3 separate regions of the Mus musculus genome follow, and regions 2 and 3 are each linked to region 1. The links are chromatin contacts, called in public Hi-C maps. All regions are on one chromosome and are shown on one strand. Each heading gives the region's core, a stretch centred on a gene start, on an enhancer-like site or on the middle of the called end of the contact. The rest is flanking DNA. Distances are from core to core; before and after follow the strand shown. Region 1 holds the start of Btbd10 (BTB (POZ) domain containing 10). Region 2 overlaps Arntl (aryl hydrocarbon receptor nuclear translocator-like). Region 3 has its middle 18 kb from the start of Far1.

Evidence for each region. Hi-C and Micro-C count contacts between places; a contact is called where the count stands out from the background.
Region 2: a contact with region 1 is called in a Hi-C map of pre-B cells, with 2.9 times the contacts expected there. The contact joins the enhancer-like site here to the promoter of Btbd10 in region 1. A contact is called at or near these places in 1 of 39 promoter capture datasets (pre-B cells), 2 of 484 Hi-C or Micro-C datasets (the G1E-ER4 cell line and pre-B cells), 3 of 115 datasets of contacts at active chromatin or transcription factors (the 230-238 cell line, embryonic stem cells and memory CD8 T cells) and 1 of 9 other capture datasets (adipose tissue).
Region 3: a Hi-C map of rod photoreceptor shows a contact between it and region 1, with 2.1 times the contacts expected there. The contact joins the enhancer-like site here to the promoter of Btbd10 in region 1. A contact is called at or near these places in 5 of 39 promoter capture datasets (the HPC-7 cell line, erythroid cells, macrophages and 2 more), 1 of 15 datasets of contacts at CTCF or cohesin (pro-B cells), 16 of 484 Hi-C or Micro-C datasets (the 63-12 cell line, the C2C12 cell line, CD4 T cells and 13 more), 2 of 115 datasets of contacts at active chromatin or transcription factors (effector CD8 T cells and large pre-B cells) and 2 of 9 other capture datasets (adipose tissue and pancreatic islet).

Annotation. Positions count from the first base shown.
Region 1 is chr7:113,367,968-113,370,667 of GRCm38.p6, reverse strand. It overlaps Btbd10 (BTB (POZ) domain containing 10), which reads left to right and starts at 1,329. Exons shown (of 11, transcript NM_133700.2): 1 at 1,329-1,469; 2 at 1,710-1,796.
Region 2 is chr7:113,294,276-113,296,975 of GRCm38.p6, reverse strand. Arntl (aryl hydrocarbon receptor nuclear translocator-like) reads right to left here. Exons shown (of 20, transcript NM_007489.4): 12 at 1,383-1,532. Among named protein-coding and RNA genes, the nearest start is that of Gm33721, 34 kb to the right of the region's middle. Within about 2 kb of position 1,250, at least 146 of the 459 cell types and tissues checked have an H3K27ac peak or open chromatin away from gene starts, as enhancers often do. A contact at or near this core is called in the 230-238 cell line, the G1E-ER4 cell line, embryonic stem cells and 2 more, where this site is marked.
Region 3 is chr7:113,494,615-113,497,314 of GRCm38.p6, reverse strand. No RefSeq gene overlaps it. Among named protein-coding and RNA genes, the nearest start is that of Far1, 18 kb to the left of the region's middle. Within about 2 kb of position 1,319, at least 3 of the 459 cell types and tissues checked have an H3K27ac peak or open chromatin away from gene starts, as enhancers often do. A contact at or near this core is called in rod photoreceptor, where this site is marked.

The DNA.
Region 1 (2,700 bases), core at 80-2,579:
TCAGCAATTTCCAAGAATGTAGAATGTTGGCTATAAAAAAACGTGTACACTATGTAACAATAATCTTTGTCTTCCTTTGGTCTCTGATATTTAAGCATTTTCAGGAGGAAAGTATGCCTGCTACCAGTTTTCCACTTCAAATGATAATTTACTTAGCATAAATGTTGGTTTGAAAAACACGTGGTATCACATATGGGACCCAAGGAATTTTTTCTTACAGTAACTAGATTTTAAACAAAGTTCTTTTCACAAAACAGTTTTCTTACCAAAATACTGAAACATGTATTGGGTTTTGTTTATGCCCTTCCCTCTCTTCTCAAAATGGGGGAACTTCTACTGATCTTTAAAATTGGACTCAAATGCCACTCCCTAGTGGAGGGCTGCTTTTTGAGATGAGATCTCACGTTAGCCCAGAAACACCTGGAACTCAATCTTTCAGCTTCTGCCACCCTTCGCAATCCCAAGACCAGAGGAGCGAGCAACTGCACTGAGGGGTTCTCAACAGGATTGTCTCAGATCAGCTCCTACAGCTCACTCACTAAGGGGAGTATGTTCTGTAGCAAGCATAAAGAGGATTATCCGTTCCTCTGTGGGTCTGAGTCCCGGGAGGGGAGAGTTTTGAGCGCCGGGGAGGTGACTTCCTCACTTTTCCATCTCTTTTAGAGCCTCCCATCAGGCACACGGTGGGTTCGGTGACACCGGAGTGCTACTTTGGCGAGCTTTTGCCCGCCAGAAACTCAACCCATTCAGCTGATTCTCCGCGTCCCAGAGGTGGCGCCACCGCAGGCGTGTCAGCTGGTGCACCGGTTCCCGCCAACAACAGAGGGTTTCAAACCAAGCAGAGCGTTGCAAACCAAGCGGCGGCCGCGGGGAAGCGGCGACCTCCGGACCACCGCCTGCCAACGCCTCGTGCTGCCCGTACCAGCTCGCGGACCCCGCGGAGGAAGGCGACCCGGGCGTTCGCCCTGCTGACAGAAACGCTCTCCTAGAAGAAGACTCCCAGGCACTGCTTTTACTGGCCCGGAGACGCCGTCCGGCTTTTGCCTAACGGTGACAGGAAGCGTGGAGTGAGGGTGTGCTCAGAGGTGTGGAGGTGGCCTGAGACTGCTCTTGGCTCACCGCGCAGAGAAGCGCTCGCGGGGAAGCTACGGGACAGCACTGCCAACCGAGACCGCGGAGACACTACTCAGGCTCTCAGTGCCCCGGTGACACGCCTACTGTGGGAGGAGCTCCGTCCTTCGCGCGAGAACTCGCTTCGCCTCACCTCTTCCTAATGCGAAGTCTCGCGAGAAGCAGCTAAGGAGCCGGCCTGCAACCTGCCGGGGCGGCTCTGGTAGGCGCAGCCGGTGGAGCGGCCGCCTCACACCTAGCACCGGAGGGGTCCGGTTCAGTGGGCGGAGGGAGCGGAGCGTCGCTCTCTCTTGGAGCTCTTCCCCAAGACCCTCGGTGGACGTCTCAGGGGCCAGCAGGTTGGAGCGGGCCGGGTGCGGGCGGCTGGGTTTGTAGTGGAAGCCGAGGGCGAGGCTAGCTGCTGTGAACCGGGCTCCGGGAGGCTGGCGGCGGCTCCAGGAGCGTGGGGCGCGGTGCTCGGGGCTGCCCGCTTGAGCACCGGGTCCGGAGAGGCGGGGAAGGGAGCTGCTTTTTGGGTTAGGAGTCTGGAGGCCTTTTCCCAGGGGAAAAAAAGCTATTTTCTCACACCTCCTTTCCAGGGCAGAGTAACCCAGTGCCCCGCCCCTTTCCTGTCATCTTTGGGTCACCGCGGCGACAAACCGAAGAAGGCGCATCACAATAGGGCGGTGAGTAAGGCTCCCAGTTTGGGGATAAGGTGGTGGGGGAGTTGCCCTTTGGATGGAGGATGAGACACCTGTGATGTGCTGCTGTGTGCTTTTATTCTGTAACCGTTTCAACGAGGGTAAAGCTTGGTTTCCCACTCTAACTTGCCCAGAAAAGGTTCAGATTTATTCTCTGTGAGTCACAAGCCCTCTGACACCCCTGATTTTGGGGTATGGGCTGGAGGGGACCTGAGATTTCACTTAGTTTGTCAATGTGGGTTAGTGTGCTGTGCCTAACCTCGGTCTTTCCCGGGTTCCCATGTCTTTTTTTTTTTTTTTTTTTTTTTATCTCTTTAAAATTTTGAGTCTTAGCCTCTTATTGGTATTTGGAGTCCACGACCAGGCTATAAAAAAGTTTTCCACTTTGTGCATTTAGTATAGGAAATTATTTTATAGCCATGTAAGAGTCTGCACGCTTTTTATTTCAGCTAACAATCTGAATGAAGCAGTACAGTGTATTGATTGGCAGTTGGGTTTCTTTCTGTTCTTGCCTGCCTCCCACTCTTCTCTTGCCCCACCAGCCCAATTTGATCCAAACTTTTTAGAGAGGGGTTTAGGGATGAATTTTGAATGAAATAGACTGTAGAAATTGGATGGAAAGATAAAATAAGACATGTGAATGTAAAGACTGAACAAGTTTCTGCGCTGGAGAGTCCATCTAGAACTCAACCGTGGGCATTGAACCAAGGACTGATGCTGAATATTAAGCAGAAAGCAGTAGAAAGTACTTGGAAAATTACTAAATGGGAGGTAAAGATGAGTTAATATAGTTTTCGAGGACAGTTAATTTTGGAGATTTTAGGCTTAATCGTTTTTTCTAACACAGAGGTTAGTACTCAGCGCTTATTCTTATGGGTTGAGAAAAGGT
Region 2 (2,700 bases), core at 1-2,500, 74 kb after region 1:
GGGAGGAACAGTCCATCCCAAACAAGGGTGGTTACCCATGTGGGCAAGGCTTCACCCCGGAAGCGATTGTGTCCCAAGCCTTCCTTGTATCTTCACATCCCAGTAATTACGGATTTGGCCCAGTGTTTAGGAACTGAGCTAAGCCAGTGTTCAGCCAGTGCACACTCAGACTACAGCTGTAATGAGGCTTGTTGCCCCTTGCTCCAGTTACTCCTCTATTTCATCCTAAAGCATGGGTCAGTTCTCCAACAGACAGACTTGGGGCTTTTATCTGTTTCTCTTCTCTTTATGGGCCACACAGAAGACATCTCTCCCTGTCACCTTCACCTGTTTCTCTAATGGGACAAGTGGCCTAGCTCGTTGCGGCTGCTAGAGCCTAGGTGTCGGTCCTAAAATGTCCGGTTCCACAGCTGGAGAAACCACTCAGTGCTTAAGAACGCTTGCTGCGCTTGCAGGAGAGGAGAGCCCATATGGTGCTCATGTCTGTACCCATATCTGTAATGACAGTTTTAGGGGATCTAAGGCCCTCTTCTGGCCTCTCTGGGTACCAGGCAGCACATTATAAACACACAAAGCACCTGAATGCCTAAAATGAAAATAATTTTTTTTTTAAATCTCTGGCTATGGGCTGGAGAGATGGCTCAGTGGCTAAGAGCACTGCCTGCTCTTCCAGAGGTCCTGAGTTCAACTCCCAGCATTCACATGGTAGCTCACAACCATCTGTAATGAGATCTGATACCCTCTTCTGATGTGTCTGAAGACATCCACAGTGTAGTTATAAAATAAATAAATCTTTTTTTAAGAACTTTGTATTTTTTTTTTTAAAAATCTCTTGTTATACCTGGACATAAATAAATACCCTTCAGTGATATTAGCAGGTGGTACAAGTTGAGGTCCAATTGGCCATTCTAGATCGCCCCTAAAGCTTATAAAGAAGATACCTGGAGTTCAAAAGAAAAGCTGCGGTAGAAATGTAAACTTAGAGGTTTTTGATCTGTGGGTGACATTACCTATATACACATCAATATGGACAGAGGAGAGTGGCCCCAGGGCAGAGAGGAGAAGACAGAACCATGAACAGTTCAACACATGAGGTCACTAGGGAAATTGGCCAGAAGGATTCTAGAAAGGTGGGAACTCAAGAGACAGAACTGTTTTTTTTTTTTCCCCAAGCCACATCAGAAGTTACACACAGAAAGCCTATTCACAAGCCTATGTCCCCATGGCAACACATCAGGGCTCTAGGGCTCCCCATCCCCCACTCCAGTTGCCCAAGGCTGTAAGGTGAGAGGTGGCCCAGGCTGCAGGCTACGGAGTGGCTGCTCTGCAGAGCCGAAAAGCCCTGACTCCAGATAAGCCTCCCTCACGGCTGTTAACTGTACCTTTTTTCTTTGAACAGGTAGAGGCGAAGTCCTTATCTTCCACCTTTACTGAAGGCCTGTTGCACTTCATTCTACAGAAGAAAGAGCGGCGGGCTCCAGAGCATAGCCGGGAGGGCCCAGGGGTTATATCCGTTTTAACCGGAAGTCCAGCTGCAAATCAACACAAAATGTGGTGAAATGAGGGCAGAACTGTCTGTCAGGAGGGGCAGTGTGACCTCCACACAACCCTTACTGCCACACTGTTCTCTCCGGGGGCCCGTGCTCATGTGGGAACGGTTACAGAGGGTAAGAAGTGCGGGAGCACAGGTGGCGTGGGTCCTCTGGGGGAGGAAATGGAGGCATACCACTAGGGGCTGATAACAGGGAACCGTAGCGGTTGGGAGGGGCACAGGACTGATTTGAAATTTCAGCTTAACAGAGTCCCTTGGGGGCTCTGATCAGTCAGCCCCATTCTGGATGTGTGCTCCCTGCGACAGCCACTAGGTTCATGCTGCTACTGAGCATGGAATATGGCCTTTCTGAACTAAAAAGGGCTGAGTGAAGTATATGCAGGATTTCAGAGGCAGCACCAAAGAAATGTTAAAGAACTTTAAATCTTTAGTAATAATTACATCAACATAGTACTTTAGATTGATTGTGTTAGGTGTGATGTTATAATTAGCTTTGCATTTATTCTTGCTTTTGAATCATGGGGCTACCCAAAACCCCAAACTAGACGAGCTTGTGTTCAGACTTGTGGTTTTAACCACGGCACTATGGATGGAGCCCTGAGCTTTTAACCACAGCACTGTGGACGGAGCCCTGAGCCTTTGGCACACTTGATAAGCACGATATCAAGCTGCCAGTTTGTTCTGCTGGGCTAGACTGAATTGCAGGTAGAGCAAGGCTACTGAAAGCTCCTGGCTGACATTGACACGCTTGCCTCTTACCTTCCTCATGGCTGTGAAGTTGGGACTACAGACACCACTGGGGTAGCACCGCACCCATGCCAAGCAGTGGCCGCTGCTCAGGGAGCCTCTCCCCACTGCCTTTCCCAAACTGGCTCTGTTAACTTCTCTAGAATGCCAGCCCAAGCCTGCCATATTGGTTCAGTGCCCTTCTCTGTATCTCTCTGCCTGCACATTTTGATGGAGGCAGCAAACAGGCTCTGGGACTCCACACAGGTTTTTCTCTGCTGGCCGCTTCCCCTGTTCATCCCCTCCCCTTGCTGGCACACATTAGCTCATCTTTACAAGCACACCTCAGCTGACGCAGGCTCATGGCCCATGCCGGGCACTACTACTGCAGCTGCAACTATCCTGCAGAGTGCTGCCCATGT
Region 3 (2,700 bases), core at 70-2,569, 130 kb before region 1:
TGCATTTATCAGCCTTAACTCTTATTCTGGCTATATACTATAGCTGTCAGCAGAGGACTTGTACTTTTGTGTGGTAAACTTCCCAGTGACAGTTAGTTACTGAAAGAAATTGATTACCAGTTTAGAGTCATGTTGGCCAAAGGAACTTGAAGCTCAGCAGAAAGTTAAAATAAAAATAAAGTTAGATATCAGAAGGATCCAAGAATTGAAATACAAACACAATACATACTTCTTGTTTCGCCCATGAAAAGTAGCAATTCGGGTTCTACCAGGCTTTAAGCTACCAACTGATAAGGGAAAGGTCAGGAAAACAAACGGAGCTTGAAGAACAATTAGTCATATAGGATGGAGACTTCTGTTAATGTGTTAAAGGACTGGTCAGGCTGAGATTCTGGAGTCAGCGTTGTGCCTTTATATATTTATGATTTTGAGAATATGCCACGATTTTTACTTAATGAAAACATCAAAGGGGTGTCTTTCAAAATGGTGAAAATAGATAAATTTATTTTTTAAAAAAGTAATAGTGGTACCAAATATCATAAGTCAGCTTTGTTGTCTCCAGCAGGCATGGTGTGGCTGGAGGCCCTTGTGGAAGAGCTGGTGGCCTAGAAGACCAATGGACTAAAGCAACAGTGGGGAGGGAAAGGGTGACAGAATGGGGCTAGGAGACACAGATCTCATTTTGAGCCTTGGCCTAGAGGGTTGACTTTGGGCACTAGGATAATCCAGTTCTTAGTGAAAAATGCACTATCTCAAAACTTGAGGTTGCTGCGACTGGCCCAATGCCAGCTGATTTGATTTACAGTTAGAGAATATTTCTTCGAAGAAAGAGGATGCTCAGGGGCCCCCTTCAAGGACCTCCAAATACCAAAACCATACTTTAAAAGTTGAATTCCAAAGGTTGCTGGGTAAGCCGGGAATTACTTCTGAGGGGTGGGGGGAAATTAGACTCCAGGTATTTTCCAGTTACTGATAGTGAGGCTCAGGGAGGTACCCATGACCCATAGAAAAATATTTCCTTACACAACCCTGGCCAAAATTGCTTTTCTGAACATGCTTAAAATGTTTAAATTATTTTTAGAATAAGTTTAGATCAACTGTAAAGTTGCAAATGTAGTAAGTTGCTCTATACTTTTTACCCAATAGCCTATGAATTTACACCCCACACAATCAACATTGTGACAACTGACGGTCGTTGTAAAAACAAAGAAATTAGGGATAGGAAAGTAACTCAGCTGAGGACTTAGATTTGATCCCAGGAACCCACATAAAAAGTGCCAGATGTCACATGTTTGTAATCCCAGGGCTGGTGGGGTGGAAACAGCTTATCTCTGGGGTCACAACCTAGCCAGCCTAGCCTACTTAGCAAGCTCCAGGTCAGGTCACTGCAATACACTGTCTTAAAAAAAACAGGCAGATGACACTTGAGGGATGACATCTGAGGCCATTCTCTGGCCTATACACTCACTGTGCACACACAAATCATAAGAAAATAACATAGTTTAATGCAACTAATTGAGGGTATGATCTAGATTTAGTCCGTTTTCCCACTAACAGTCTTTTTCTGATCTAGAAGCCACTCTATGATCCCATGTGTGTTTAAGTCACTGTGTTTTCATAATCTTCTCCCGTCTTTGACAGTTTCTAAGTCTTGCTTTCATGATTTTGGTAGTCTGGGGAGTATTGGTTGGTAATGGGTAGACTACTCTTCAGTTTGTTTCTTTCTGTTATTTTGCTCATAGTTTTACAATCAATATGAGCTTTGAGGACAGTCACCAAGGCTGAGTGCAGTTTTGTCTGTAGCTGCCGTTAGAGCACATACATTGTCCATATGGCTTGGCCACGATGGTGCTGACCTTACCTCCTGGTTATGGTGGTGCTTGCCTGGCTTTTCCACTGTGACATCATTTTTTCCTCCCCATATTCTGTTCTTTAAAGCAAGTCGCTAGGCCAGCCTAAGCTCAGAGGAGAAAAAAATGTAAGCTCTACTTATATGATTTTAAATGTTCTGTAAGGAATTTCTGGTCCATTTCCTTACATACCCATTGGGTTCCATCCCAGGAGCAGCTTATAAAGCCAAATACCACAAAAGCTCACACACAGGTGCAGGAAGTGCTTCTGGGTGCTTGATTTGGGTCCAAGTTTATTGTGGCTAACTATACAAAGCAGCTCTAACTGACTTCTGTAGTGATTGGTTTCCAAGGGCACAGAGCATAACACAATATGCAATCACCTTGGGCACGAGAAAGTTTCTTAGTATCAGCAGTAATAACTTACGAGAAAGTTTTCTTAAAACATAGGTAACAGCATAAAATGGCAGGCTACACAGGTAACAGTTACCTGGGCCTTAGCAATATCTATTTATTTGTTCTATCCTTTGTATAATCAATATTTTATACAATGCATATTTATTATTTTATTTGAAACAATAGTATCCTTAAATATTTCGGCACTAGACTTATTCTAGAGTTGACCATTGAGAGTGCTTCTGAGTCAGTTCCTGTGGCTTCTCATTGCAGCAATGTGTTCAGTAAGTTAGGTTTGAGTGCTGAATATTCACTTTGATGGACCTGTTTAGTCAGTGCGAAGAGCTAGCAAATGCATGTTTGCATGCGCATGCATGGCTCCAATGTTGCCCAAAGGATTATTCTATCATTCCCCAGCAATATATTTAAAACTTCTCACTCTGACAGAAACTTG